Linked DNA regions of Mus musculus: all the other regions are linked to region 5. Evidence: chromatin contacts called from public promoter capture Hi-C data. All regions are on one chromosome and are shown on one strand. The core of a region is the stretch at or near the end of the contact, and the rest is flanking DNA. Distances in the headings are between cores, read along the strand shown. Region 1 holds the start of Osbp (oxysterol binding protein). Region 2 holds the start of Plaat5 (phospholipase A and acyltransferase 5). Region 3 holds the start of Plaat3 (phospholipase A and acyltransferase 3). Region 4 holds the start of Patl1 (protein associated with topoisomerase II homolog 1 (yeast)). Region 5 holds the start of Incenp (inner centromere protein).

What was found. Promoter capture Hi-C pulls out the DNA fragments that hold promoters and counts their contacts.
Region 1: a promoter capture Hi-C map of liver shows a contact between it and region 5, with 7 times the contacts expected there. A contact is called at or near these places in 10 of 39 promoter capture datasets (the 3T3-L1 cell line, the HPC-7 cell line, cranial neural crest and 6 more).
Region 2: a promoter capture Hi-C map of hippocampal neurons shows a contact between it and region 5, with 9 times the contacts expected there. A contact is called at or near these places in 3 of 39 promoter capture datasets (cranial neural crest, hippocampal neurons and pre-B cells).
Region 3: a contact with region 5 is called in a promoter capture Hi-C map of hippocampal neurons, with 9 times the contacts expected there. A contact is called at or near these places in 3 of 39 promoter capture datasets (cranial neural crest, frontonasal cranial neural crest and hippocampal neurons).
Region 4: a contact with region 5 is called in a promoter capture Hi-C map of liver, with 6 times the contacts expected there. A contact is called at or near these places in 5 of 39 promoter capture datasets (hippocampal neurons, liver, pre-B cells and 1 more) and 1 of 9 other capture datasets (liver).

Annotation. Positions count from the first base shown.
Region 1 is chr19:11,964,513-11,967,212 of GRCm38.p6, forward strand. Osbp (oxysterol binding protein) reads left to right here and starts at 1,332. Exons shown (of 14, transcript NM_001033174.1): 1 at 1,332-1,784. The coding sequence starts at 1,429.
Region 2 is chr19:7,611,252-7,613,965 of GRCm38.p6, forward strand. It overlaps Plaat5 (phospholipase A and acyltransferase 5), which reads left to right and starts at 1,286. Exons shown (of 6, transcript NM_025731.3): 1 at 1,286-1,579; 2 at 2,079-2,172. The coding sequence starts at 1,432.
Region 3 is chr19:7,556,068-7,558,887 of GRCm38.p6, forward strand. It overlaps Plaat3 (phospholipase A and acyltransferase 3), which reads left to right and starts at 1,392. Exons shown (of 5, transcript NM_139269.2): 1 at 1,392-1,497; 2 at 1,865-1,928. The coding sequence starts at 1,914.
Region 4 is chr19:11,911,119-11,913,818 of GRCm38.p6, forward strand. It overlaps Patl1 (protein associated with topoisomerase II homolog 1 (yeast)), which reads left to right and starts at 1,281. Exons shown (of 19, transcript NM_172635.3): 1 at 1,281-1,459. The coding sequence starts at 1,445. Gm31092 (a long non-coding RNA gene) reads right to left here and starts at 1,289. Exons shown (of 2, transcript XR_386559.3): 1 at 978-1,289.
Region 5 is chr19:9,898,191-9,900,890 of GRCm38.p6, forward strand. Incenp (inner centromere protein) reads right to left here and starts at 1,299. Exons shown (of 19, transcript NM_001369356.1): 1 at 1,149-1,299. Gm50340 (predicted gene, 50340) reads left to right here and starts at 1,488. Exons shown (of 3, transcript NR_168101.1): 1 at 1,488-1,830; 2 at 2,678-2,700.

The DNA.
Region 1 (2,700 bases), core at 82-2,581, 2.1 Mb after region 5:
ACACACACACACACACACACACACACACAAATCAGAAGAAATGAATAAATAAAAGTTAAACCCTATTCCTACTGCCAGGTCAAAAACTGCTACACTGTAATAGGTGTTAGATTCCCCAAAATGCAGGTTTTGGCTATTTTTGTAATAATAGTTCACAACAGCTCAATGCTGGACTAGTTACTGAAATTTGTGACCTCTAACACAGCTGTAATTAAGCTGATCAAATCTAATCATTCAACACCCAGTTCAAAACAAAACCCTAGCAATAAACAAGAGAATTAATTGTGTTTTTACCACACTAAACCTAACAAGGGCCTTTAGATTTGGAAAAGAGATATAAAGGTAGGTAGTAGGTCTTTGCCAATCTATTCTCCCCGTAAATAAGGTCGGCAACTAGATGGTCAGAATTAATAGAAGTGTATTAGAATCTAGAGTGAAGAGACAGAGGGTAGACCAGGAAAGGGAATGGGGTGAGGATTGGAGGAGTCGTGAGTCCAGGAGGGGGCCGAGGAAGCTCTCTCTGGGTTCTTCCGGAAGCAGGATATGAAAACGGAATCCCTAGGAGACCCAGGAACCATCCATCTCTCTTTATTAAGGCCATCTGCAAGTCTCAATTGAGAAGGAGGGAATTCCACAGCACACCCACATCAAGAGCATTTATAGAGACCCATCACTTCCTTAAAGCTGCAAACGTGCCTGCCCACTTGTGCATCCATGAATTTATTTGCTATCTCGGCCAACTGCAGCTTTCACTGACAATGTCCAGAACCAATCATCTCCAATCATAGCCCTGCCTCTCCACCGACAGGTGAAAGACATAGGTGTCAGCCAATAAAAAATAAGAATGAGTATGTGAAGGCTGGACTCTGCCCCATTTACTTCAATGCATTCAGTAATTGGTAGAAAGGTTTGAGCAGCTGATATCAACCACCAATCCGTAAGGGCGGAAGAGGATGAAGGGCAGCGCGATGGGCGGGGGTGACGTGGCAATGACAGAAGCATAAACTGTAATGACTGACGGAAGTACTAGCCATTCGGAGGCCAAACCGGCCGTGAGCTCTGCATTCTCCCGTCCTCGGACTTCGGAAAGCCACCAATGATTTTGTAGCCCTGCCTGATTGGCTTTCCTGTTAGCCAATCGAAAGCAGGCCTGGAGGACGCGTCGCGCCTTGAGCTTCTCACTGGGCGGAGTAGCATGACAGGCCCGAGAGAAATGCCAATGTCCGCGGGGTCTTCCGCAAGTGACACTTGGCGGCACCAATCGCCGCCCTCCTTCCCGGCAGTCGAGCCCTCCTTCCCGCGGCGGGGCTGGCGGGGCGGGGACGCTGCGCGGCGGCGGCTGAAGCGCTAGCCGTGTTGGGCGCTCCGGGCGGCGGCGGCGGAGCTCGTAGGCGGTTCCGGTCGTGTCTCTCCGGGCGGCGGCGGCTCATGGCGGCGACCGAGCTGAGAGGAGTGGTGGGGCCGGGCCCGGCAGCCATCGCGGCTCCGGGCGGCGGCGGCGCGGGTCCACCCGCGGTGGGAGGCGGCGGCGGACGCGGGGACGCGGGGCCCGGCCCCGGGGTGGCGGCCGCGACGGCGGCGACGGCGGGCGGCCCGGGCCCCGGGGCCGGAGGAGTGGCGGCAGGCGGCCCGGGCTCTGCACCGCCAGCCGCGGGCTCGGGCGGTTCGGGCGCCGGGGGCTCGGGCTCGGCTAGAGAGGGCTGGCTCTTCAAATGGACCAATTACATCAAAGGCTACCAGCGGCGATGGTTCGTGCTGAGCAACGGGCTCCTAAGCTACTACAGGTAACTGCTTCCGGGGCGCCACGCTCACCTGGCCTCCCCCCCTGTGCAGCCCACAGACCCGCGCTGTCACTCTCCGCCGGCTGGCTTCACTGCCAAGGTCGCCCTGGGTCGCTGTCTGTCACCTGCACAGGTTGACAGCTTGCAGAAGTCAGAACCTGCAGATTTGACACACTGCTCTTGTCTCCGCTGTCACCCGCCCCTAGTGCCTCATCTGCCTCCATCCCTGGGTCTTTCCTGTCAGCAATTGTTTGGAGAGCATCTGCTCTGCCATTGTATTTCCGCTACCACGTGGGTGCAATCGCTAATTCTGCAAGTAAGGCACTGTTGTGAAGCTGGAGGGGCACAGACAGCGCGAGCCCGGGCACTGTCCCTCAGGAACTTACAGTGGAAGTTACAACTCCTAACTTTTTGTGCTCTAGTCTCTAAAATTTAATGTTTCTGATACACCCTTGATATACCTGCCCATGTCTACTCAGAATACACATTCCGACATCAGAATACCACACACAGGGAGACTTTGGGATTCTGTCCACCATATGTCTTACCTCTTCAAGCATGCGCGTACTTTCTCGGTCTAGACAGTCCACAATAGAGATGTGTACTCTACCATAGCTTTTACTTTTGCCTGCCCCACCTCTTCCCATGGGAATGACTGTCTTATCCAGCAGTCACCGTGCACCTTTTAGTTTTATTTAAGATTAAGTTTTATTAAAGGAAGAACACATGTTTTTGAAATGATTGTTAAGGTTTCACAGTGCTTATTTTGGTATGGTTAATGTATACTTACTGTGACTCATAGCATGGTCATAACATGTCACACTTCGGGGCTTATATTACTAGACAGAGGTGTTGAGAGGTGATTGGAGGACAGGTTATAAGCTTTCCCAACAGCCTTGCATTGTGGCTGGATGTCTTA
Region 2 (2,714 bases), core at 36-2,535, 2.3 Mb before region 5:
CTTACATATAATAAATAAATAAATCTTTAAAAAAAAAATGAAGCTTCAATCATGAAAAAACCCCAAGGTATTAGGTTTGCAAAAGGGGGTTTGGAAAAATAGTTAAAAGGTAAGAGGATATCAATGGCTAGAGAAAGTATTTTATTCAACCGCAAAGAAGGACTTTTCATTGTTTGTAGGAACATGGAAGGAAAGGGGGATCATGTTTATCAAACTATGCCAGACTCAGAAAGACAAGTAGCATGCATGCTGTCATGCGTGGACTTTGGGAATAATAATTGTAAGGCCAGGAATGTCTGAGGGGGGCTGTGAAGGATGTGGAGAGAAATTGAGGTGAGATGATTTTGAGGGAAGGAGACTTGAATAGTGAAGTTGACCAAAGCACATCAAACACATAAATGGAAAGTACATGACTTTGTAGAGTGCAAGTTTGCGTGGATAGAGTCACTGTATGTACGCAGTCCTGAGACTGAAAATGGGGATCCCTTGAGCTCAGGAGTTCAAGGCCTGCCTGCCCAGCAGAGCGAGGTCCCATAGTAAAAAACTAAGGAAAAGACAAAGGACACATTAGACTGTGGAGACAAAGGACACATTAGACTCAGGGAGGAGGGAGAAGATGGATGGAAAGCAGGGGACGTAGGTGGGGCTTGTGTACTGGGTGTGTTCCCATCTTTGTGTAAACATTGTATATTTATTTGGCTTTCATTTCAAAAAGATTTATTTAATGTGCATATGTGTTGTCCACATATGTCTGTATACCATGTGCACGCCTAGAGCTAGTGGAGGCCAGAAGAGGGCGTCAGATTCTCTGGAACTGGGTTTATAGACCTTTGTGAGTCGCCAGGTGAGCGCTGGAAGCCTAGTCTGAGTTCTCTGCAAGAGCAACAGATGCTCTGAACCCTAGCCATCACTCCAGCTCCCGTGTTTCGCTTTTGTGTCTCATGCTAGCGGAGGCTTGCCTGGATGTCACTGTGTAGAGAAATTGAAATTCCCAGCCTTTATAATCCGGTCTCAAAGCCCTCGGTGTGTTTGGTTAGTCAGTAACTCTCGACTTCTCCAGCGGCCTCAGGTGCTGCCTCTGGGACTTTGGGACCGCGTCTTTGCGTGACTCATGAATGACCTAACTCCTGCGTGGAGCGCCTGCCTTTCCGTTGAGTTGCTGGGGCGCCTTCCTCCGCGCCAGTGTCTACGCATACGCTTACTGCACAGTTGCAGCGGCCCACACCCCACCCGCTCCCGCGCGCGCCCTCATTCCGCGCGTCCCGCCCCACGCGCTCTCGCCGCCGTTTGACACGCGCTCCCTGGAGGCGACGCCCCACCTCTCTCACCTCCGTTCCAGCCCCGCTGGCCCCAGTGCCCATGATCCCGGGGCTAGGCGGACCCTGGTCCGCACCTCCCTGCAGGCGCGTTGTCCCTGCTGGCCCCAGCGGGATGGGCCTGAGCCCAGCAGCCAGCGGGGAGTTCGGGATCCGCCTTTCCAGGGTCCCATGGCCACGCCCCACGCAGATCTCGAAGACCTCAAGTACAGAGTCAAGTGACACCCAATCTGCAACTGGACAGTCAACTGTACCCCACTCAGGTCTGCCCCAGGAGTCCCAGGAGTAGGGTCTCTCCCTCGAGATCTTTGAGGGTAATTCCCAGCGGTTGGCCCCTGCCAGAAATGGTTTGGCAGTTGCTTGCGTCTAGACAGCCCCCATACAAATTTTATGGAGGGCAAAGCAGGAACCGACACAGTTCTAATTCTTATTTTATACACACACACACACACACACACACACACACACACACACACACAGATATAATTTTTTTTTGAGACAGGGTTTTGCTATGTAGCCCTGGCTGGCCGCAAACTCTTACTATGTAGATCAGGTTGGCCTGGAACTCACAGAAATGCGTCTGCCTCTCTGCCTTCAGAGTGGTGGGATTAGAGGCATTCACCACCACACCTGGCTTTAGACACCATTCTAAATCAGAACATGCAGCCCACTTTTGACTCGAGTTGGTCTTTCATGGGGCTCCCTCCTTCCCCCATAGAAGGCAGCTGTGTATTAAATCACACCCCTTCCCTCCTGAACTAGACTCAGCGAGTTCTCAAGCGCTGTTGGTCCAGTTCTTGCCGAAGCAACTCAAGCAAGACCGCCGATTAGAACAGGCCCGAAGCTTTCAGCAGGGGTAAGAGTCTTACTATGAGGACTGGGGCTTTGGGTACCAGAAGCATTTTTGAAGATCTTATTTAGATGCTAGTTCTGCAGAACACCATACCCACCCCCTAACCTGCCTCCTCCAGATGGTTTCTGCCAAGGACAAACTAGTGAGTAGCGCCTGCTGGGTAAGATTGAACTAGGCTGCAGACCTGATGACTGTTGGCGTATCTTGTGGAAGTTTTTACCCACAAGACCACTCTCCAGACTCATCAAAGTTGAGTGAGTTTGTAGGAGTACAAACCAGTGAAAAATTTAGGAGGTTTGTGCCTGGGCATTAGGTTGGGGCAAGGAGAGGAGGTTTGAGGCGTTTTGCATTTTATTATACTCTATTATGTACCGTCTTCTCTCCTTTTAAGATCAGTGTGTATCACTCACTGATAGAGATTTGAAAAGAATAATGTGCAAATTAGAAAATAATCAGAAAGCTCTGACCAGAGGGGGAAGGGAGAATGAATAATAGAATTTATTTGAGAATAAGTTCATAGTCCAGTGCAAAATGCACACACCTTG
Region 3 (2,820 bases), core at 142-2,641, 2.3 Mb before region 5:
AAAGGCATGTGCCACCATGCAGAGCCTCATCTTCTGCTTTTAAGAAAGAGAAAAGAACACTGTACAGAAATGAACAGTAGCCATGTTTGTCCAGAATGCTTCTTTTTCTTTTTTCATTTGTGCAATGGTAATATACTGTTTTAAACATCTAACCTTTTATGTTCATGGATTTGATTTCAAACACGAATAAAGTAATCTCTGAATATTGAAAAGGAAATCAAAAGAAATTACATATTTCATGTTCCTCAATCAAAATGCCAGGGAGTGTATTTTTTTAACTCCTTCAATTACAAAAATGTTTTGAGATTTATTTTATGAGTGTAACAGAGCTTCAGACTTAGTGGGCCCCAAGACTTTAGCACAACTGACTCCATGATGGAAGTATCATTCAGGCAGACAGCACCACCTGCCAAAGCTAAAACAGAGGCCAGGTGTACTAATCTTATTTTTGGCTTCTGTGAGCCTGCTTTTGGCTAACTGTTCTTGTTAACTGAAGAATGCCAACCCAGAACATGGTTTTTGTGTTTAAAAGCTCACTCTGAGAAAAGCTAAGTGCTACACTGAACACCCACTGTAGTTGACAGCCAGGCTAATAAAGACTTTCTATTGGCTGAAACCCCTGTGCAAGCTGTCTTCTCTATGTGTGTTTTGTCAGTATGTGTGCACATGTACCAGGTCTGTACCTCATGAGTAACAATGTCAAAAGAAGGTATTGGATCCCCTGGAACTGAGTTAATCATGGTTGTGAGCCACCATGTGGATCCTGGGAACCATCCGGGGCCCTTTGCAAGAGCAGCAAGTGCTCTCAACCCCTGAGCCAGCTCCTCAACCCCACATTACTGTTGTTGTCATTATTTTTATTTTTATTATTATATTTTGGATTTTTGAGGCAAGGTCTCTTTGCATAGCTCTGGCACCCTTGGAACTCACTATGTGGAGCTAGCCTCACAGAGATGGGCCTGCCTCTGCCTCCTGAGTGCAGGAAACAAAGGCATAAACAACTACATCTGGCTATTATTATCATCATCATCATCATTATTTATTATTATTATTTTGGAGAGAAGATCTCAAACAGTAGCTCAGGCTAACTTTAAACTTATGGCAATCCTCCTGCTTCAGCTTGTCAAATGCTAGGATTTCAGGCATGTATTACTCTTAAAAAATAGCCTTTTGGTATGATTCATGTACAAAGATTAAATGTAATTCGACATAACATGTTCTTCCATGAGGAGTGTGTATAGGCTGTCAAGGGCTGGGGAATCTGGGGCAGAGGAGCAGAGAGGCGGGAACGCAGCGGGAGGGAGGCATCTAAGTGACTACTGAGTAGTGGCATGCCCTTGGCGACGCTCTCATTAGCCAGTTACAGGAGGAGGGGCGGGGTGATCTGGCTCAGCCTGGACTCTGCGGCCATTAAACCAGTCCCCATTGCGCTGGCCTCCACTTGCCTACTTGGGGCGCGAGGAGGTTGGAGAGTTTTTTTCTGGGACCCAAGCAAAGGTGAGAAGCCCGGGTGCCTCTGCGGGTCCCCGAGGGCTGTCTGGGAGGCGGAGAGTGTTTCGGCTGCGTAAACAAGCCAGGCGAGAGCTGCCACCTGTCTGCCATCCGCCGTACGCGGAGAAAAGGAGCCAGGGGCGCACGAATGCCTGCCTGGCCAGGAACCCTGCTGGTGACCAAGGATCCCGTGAGCCGCTTCTGCCCTACAGAGAGGGATTTGTCTATTCAAGGGCAAGCTCAGGTCAGAGCGGAGGAGAGCGAGAAAGTTGGAGAAGTTTGGTGGAAGTTTCTGGAGGGCTCTGCTAAAAGCTACCCTGCTCCTGGAGACTTGCTAGAGACTTAATGAGCTTTGCTCCCCTCTGTGTCTTAGGCATCCACGCTGCTGCTAAGCTGAAATTGAAGCTCACACATCCTGGAAAATGCTAGCACCCATAGTAAGTACAGCGTGAGAAGCCAAGGGTGGGCCAGGGATGGGTGTAGTGTTTTAATGGTGACTCTTGTTTTCTCCGGGTCTGACTCGCTGTTTTGAAGAGAGGAGCTTTGTAGTGAGGAAGCTACATTTGAACCCTTGGGGGATCAGGTATGAGCTGTGGGTCAGCTGCCACCTGTTGAGCCTCAGCAGTTGGCTGCCACCCTGCTTGAAACATGCTCAATAGAAAGCAGTAGAGGGGGGGAAGTTGGGGGCTGGGTCTTCTTACCAAACCCGGACCCTGGGCAGGTTCCTGGGTCGAATGTCTGAAGTTGATTCTGCTTATTTTTGTCTTGTCAGCTGACCCATGGCCATCCCTGCTGCCAGCAAACACTCAGCTCTGGCTTTTCCTTCATTTCTTCCCTCCATCCCCCCTTCTCTTTTCTTTCTGATTTTTGTTTTGCTTTTGTTTTTGAGACAAGGCTTCAGGTAGCCCAGACTGGCCTCAAACTTCCTATTTAGCGAGGACAGTTTCTTCCTTCTGGTTTCTCTGCCCCCACCTCTTGAGTGCTGGAATTATAGGTGTGAGGCCCCATACCCAGTTTTGTGAAGCCCTCCTGCATGGTAGGCAAGCACTCTACCGACTGAGCCACATCCCAGCCCCCGGCATCTTTGTTAACCCATGATGTCTTGAGATTGGAACAGGGCAAATGTCTTCTTCATTTTAACAAGACTGTTGATTTGGTTCAGGTTTTTGCAGACAACCCTCTTGGGATTGTGCTCCAGCTGAGTACTGGTGTGGGATTATAATCAAGTTCAAGTTTATTCGGTTCCCAAGTGAAAACAACACTTAAAACCTAACAGTTCTCATAGCAGCAGAGTCACTCCAGGCTGCACTTTCTGTTTCTGGTACTGTG
Region 4 (2,700 bases), core at 31-2,530, 2.0 Mb after region 5:
TCTTCAAGAGTCAATTCTATTTGCTCTTAAGTGATCAGATTTGGGGATTCAGATATCTTAGCTGCCAACTTTGCAACAGTTTCCGGTGGGCAGCTTAAGGCTATCTACTTCTCTCTAACCTCCAGGTTCCTTATCTAGAGAGCAGAGAATGTAACTATTCGATTACTACTTAGTGAGGTAGATATAATTTTACCCATTTTACGAAAGAAAACCTGAAGGGTCAGATGTTTAGAAAGACATGCCCAGTTTCACGCAGCAGTGAAAAAACACGTTTCCCAATCCAGAACTTCTATTTTCAAATCCAATGCTTATAGTAAACTAGTTGATTAATCCAGTCACGCTAACAGTAACGTGTTAAGGAATTAAAGTTCACCATTCATTCCCAGGTGAGACAACCGCCTGAGTGACACTCGTGAGGCAGAGGCAGGCGGATCTCTGCGAGGACAGCCTAGTCTACAGAGTGAATAACAAGACAGCCAAGGCTACACAGAGAAACCCTGGCTCAAAAATAAAATAAAAAATAAGACACCCTCTCAAACGGTCTCGCTACAGGCAATAAAGCACCAAAGCAGCAGACTTCTAGAACCAGGGTGCTGAGGCGGAAGCTGAACAAACTCCGCTGGGCTTCATCCTCAGCGGAAATGGCTGTCCACAGCGCCCAAGCTCACCGACCTTGCTGCGGTGACCCCAGCCCCAAGGCTGCGCGGCCCGTTAGGGCTCTCCCGCTTTCCAACGGGGTGAAGGGCCTGGCATCTAAAAATATCACCTTAGATAATCCTTGTTAAATGTGCCTTCGTCTTTTTCCTAAAACCAAACGCTGTCAACACTTTGGCCTCTATCAATCACAGCCTTGGCCTCCCGACTGATTCAGCCAGCGACCTGTCCCTTTCCAAGAATACTGACTTGCCATACTAGTCCCCCCTCACAGACCAAGTCAAGGCACCCCGAGGAGGACACTGGACGTTAAATGAAATCACCCAAGAATAAATCCCCGATGTTCTCTGCTGAGACGCTTCGGGGGTCGCATCCTGTGACATTCACAAGGCTTTTCTCCGCCCAATCAGTGACGGGAACCTCGTGACTCAAAAGCACTGCGCAACTGTGCAGTTAGGAAAACGGAGGAGGAGCCGCAAGCCGGGGCTCTCTGGGTCATCCCTCTCCGACGGCCCGCGCGTGCGCAGTGTCTCGCCTAGGGATCTCTTTCCCGCCGCTCACACTAGGAAGCCAAACGCCAAATCTGTCCCCGCGCAGCTGCCGCCGCCGGGGCGCCCGCCCAGCCCGAGGCGCGCCTGCGCACGTCCCCACGCACGCTCCGGCGTACGGCGGCGGCCAGGGGTCGCGAGCCGGTGGGAGACCCGCGCGCGCGGAGCAGCCCGGGGAGTCGGCGCTTCTTTTCCCTCCCTCCCCCCACTCCCCTCCCCGCTCCCTTCCCCCCTCCCCAAGAATGTTCCGCTACGAGGTGAGTGGCTGCGACCGGAAGTGACCCCTCCCTCGCCCGCGCGCCCCTTTTTTTTTCCTCTGCTCGCCCGTCGCGCGGGTCTTGTGCGGCTGAGGAGGGGGCAGGGCGCGGGCGGCTGGGAACCCCGCTTCGGCCGCGAGGCTCGGGTGCGGCCCGCAGCGCACCGCGGAGGGGCGGGACTGGCGAGAGCCGGCCGCTGGTTTGCGGCGGGGAGAGCCCGTTAAGTGCGGTAACCTGACCCTTGGCTTGCGCCTCTGCTCGCGGAGCTGCCTTGGAGACCTGCATGGCTCCTACCCGGTGGTTTTTCCTGAGGCAGAATCCCCGGGGAATGCCCACGGAAGCGTTTCCCGCCCTGCCCCCGGAACCCCTTCACCCGGATTACACACAGCCCTGTGCACGCGGGCTGCCGTCAGGTGGAGGGGCAGGGACTGGTCCTCGGGCTGAGACTTCAGTCGGCTTGGAAAGAAGGCTGGGAGTGGGGAGGGGGGCGTGTCCCGCAGAAGTTCCTTCTAGGAGAAGGGAGAAAAAGTGTGGGTTTGGCGACGTTGTTTGGAGAACGGAGCTGTTTGCTGACCGTCTCTTACTGCTGTGTGACCTTGAGCAACTCCTACTCTTGGGGCCAAACAGACTCCGGATTTGTAGTTTAAGGACTGAGCTAGGGAAATCCTTACCGAGTCATCCTGATTTGGTCCAGTAGATGATTGCCATTTCATAGAGAGTTGCTAGAAGTTGCTTCTGGTGTGGAGGCAGTTGCAGGGCTGGCTCTTTAGGGGGAGGAAGATTGGGTAGAAACGGCCCCTAAAAGTTCCCAGGTAAGTTATATCACAAGCTGTTCCCCTAGAGTGTGGAATTCCAATTTGGAATCTTTAAACATTGGAAACAGTAGAAAGCTTGAGCTTACACTTGTGACTCAACTCACTTTTTGTAAACATGAGGAGAGATGATGAGATACTGTGAATAGAAGTTGCCAGAAGCAAAGAAAACTTAGTAAACTGAATAAATCTGTATTGGGATAAGTGATTGAAATTAGGATATACCAAGCTTGTCTAGTGATTTTTACTCCCTGGAGACTGCGGCAAGAGAATCAGGAGTTCTAAGCCAGACTGTACCTAGAGAAATAGTAACTAAAACAAAATAAATTAGAGCATACCCAAGATGTGATGGGGATTCTAGTTTTTGTTCAGCTTTCTAAAATCTTTGCTGTGTTTAATCCTCACACAGATTTCTTTCAAAGTTGTGTT
Region 5 (2,700 bases), core at 49-2,548:
CCTCTCCACTGAGTCTCCCTATCCCCCTGCACCAGAAAACAGCCCTAGCCAAGTCCAAGGCCTCATCAGTTCAAGGCCAGCAAAGAGAAGAGAAAACTGCACAAGGACTCCAAAGACTTGCAGAGGAGCTATAAGAAAGTAACAAATGGGAAATTTTACAAAATGTCTGCTCATGCTACAATCGGAGTGAGCGCTTCTTTCACCAAGTCCAATACCACACTTCTTCTTCCATGGGGAAATGTGCTTTCTAGCAAGCCCTCGCTGAAAAGTTAGAAAAGGTGACTCTGAGGAAAGGAGGAGGTGTAACAAGAATCAGACTCCTGGGTAACTTCACCTTCAGTCCACGAAATAAACAAACCCTACCATGGGAGAAGGAAGGTCACTTCCTCTCCACAAATACTATTTCTGTGCCATTCAGCAGATTAGCAATTGCCATCTCCTCTGGGGGTGCAGGAAATGAACTAAGCATTTCTCCCCACACACACCCCTCCAAGCAGGAAGATCGATCGCTAAAACTGCTCTTCCACTCAAGAGTCCTACTCCATGCCAAGAAACCTCTCAATTCCTTTTTGCCACATACTCCAAGATACCCATGCACATACAAATCTAGGTCAAAGTCACCAAGAAAATCGGAGGGCGGAGCCTGGATTTAAAATGTTTTTTAACCACTAGCCACAGGCCTCCAGGACAATAGTTTCAAGCTCAGAATGACACAATCCCAACGCTTGGCAGCAGGAAGCTGGAGGGAACTGCGCCGCTGACAAGAGCCTACGCTTGCGGGGATGACAAAATAAGTAGCAGGGCGGTCTCCGGAGCTGGGTCAGTTTTTAAATGCTGCTCAGCTGGGACGAAGCTGAGCAGCCGTTGCCATAAAAAGACTCAAGTCCGGGTTTACAGAGCAGCCCAGGCTCTGCACAGGTGTTAGGCCCGGCGTGCGGGGAAGAGGACTGACCATTCTCGGATCCCAGGACTCAAGTGCAGGGCCTCGAAGTTCATCTCCAAGCCTAGAACCATTGGAAGTGATCCCCACACCCATAAGCAACCCATAGGCGAAAGTGACTCCCCTGGCCCATCCTGGGAAGCGAAGAGGCCGGGACCAGTGGCCGAACACCGCGACCCTGCGACTCCCGACGCCCGTTCTCACTCACCCGGCGGCGCCGCGTCTTCCCGGACCACTCCTTTTCCAGTCCGCGGCTTCCGCAGATTAAGCTTCCCGCCACGCCGGACCGGCTGGACTCCCAGTACCGCGAGCTCGCCGCAGGCGAGGACCTACCGGGCGAAGAGCGCGGGCGAATCTACGATTTTCAAAATTGTGGCTCAACCAATTCCCCTTAAGTTTGTCTGGGCGGTTACAAAACTCCAAACCAATCACGTAACAGGACGCACGAGTCCGCTTATCTGCTGGCTGTTAGTGCTGTCAATCTGTGGGACTAGGAGGCGGGGAGAAGAACGTTGACGCTTTTAACACGCCCCAACTTCCGGAAGCTGCGGCAATCTACCCGGCGAGGAAGTGGTTGCGACGAATTACAAGTCCCTGCGTGCACTGCGAAGGCAGGCTTGGTTGGGGAGGATGCCTATTTATCTTCGAGCCAGCCGCTTGGTTCGTTTCAAGTCCGGAATGCTTCTGCGTTCGGAATGACAGCTCTGCTACTTTGCAGTAGTAAAAAGAAACACATTGCAAATCTCACAGAGCCTTCCCTCCAAGAGCAGTCAGGCATATAGTTACAGAATGTTTCCTTAGACCTCCGATTGTCACCCGGAAGTGTTTGCTAAGTACCCTCCAGATTGGACGCCACATACAACGGAGAATTTTTCTGGCCACATATAAAGGTAAAGTCTTGAGTTGAAGGTGTGTCACCACCACCTGTAAAATAAAACACCTCCACCTTCTTTATAGAATCATTCTCAGTAGCCAAGAGGTGGGCGAAACTACAAATGTCCCTGGACAGATTAAACAGAGGGGTTTTATTTATTTTTAAATTGTTTTTCCTTTTATTGAAAATAGATTTCTTTACTCACATACTATATCCTGATACAGTTCCCCTCCCTCTGCTCCTCCCAGTTCTAACCTCCCCTTCCATCTGTATCCACTCCCTTTCAAAACAGACTTCTAAGGGATAATAATAAACTAAGATGTAAAACATAAGATAATACAAAACCTATCATATCTGAATTGGATGAAACAAAGAAAAAAAGCCCCAAGAGAAGGCACAAAGACCAGAGACCCACTTGTTCGAACACTCGGGAATTCCATAAAAGCACTGGAAGCCATAACATATATGCAAGAACCTGATGCAGAGCTGTGCAAACTCTGTCTGGCTGTGAGTCTCTGTATTTGTTCCTATCTGCTTCAGGAGGAAGCTTCTCTGATGATGGCTGAGCAAGGCAATGATCTGAGTGTAGCAGAATGTCAATCACTAGGAGTCATTTTATTGCTATGTTCCTTTAGTAGAACAGTAGTATTTAGTTTAACCCTAGGTCCCTGAGCTATCTTGTCTCAGATTGTTGTTCACCCAAGCAGGATTCGATCTTGTGGAGTGGGCCTTAGGTCAAATCAGATATTGGTTGGTTACTGCCACAGGTTTGTGCCACTATTGCCCCAACATACCTTGCAGGCAGACACCATTGTAGGGTTTTGTTGATCCCACCTGTAATGGTTTGTATATTCTTGGTCTAGGGAGTGGCGCCATTTGGAGGTGT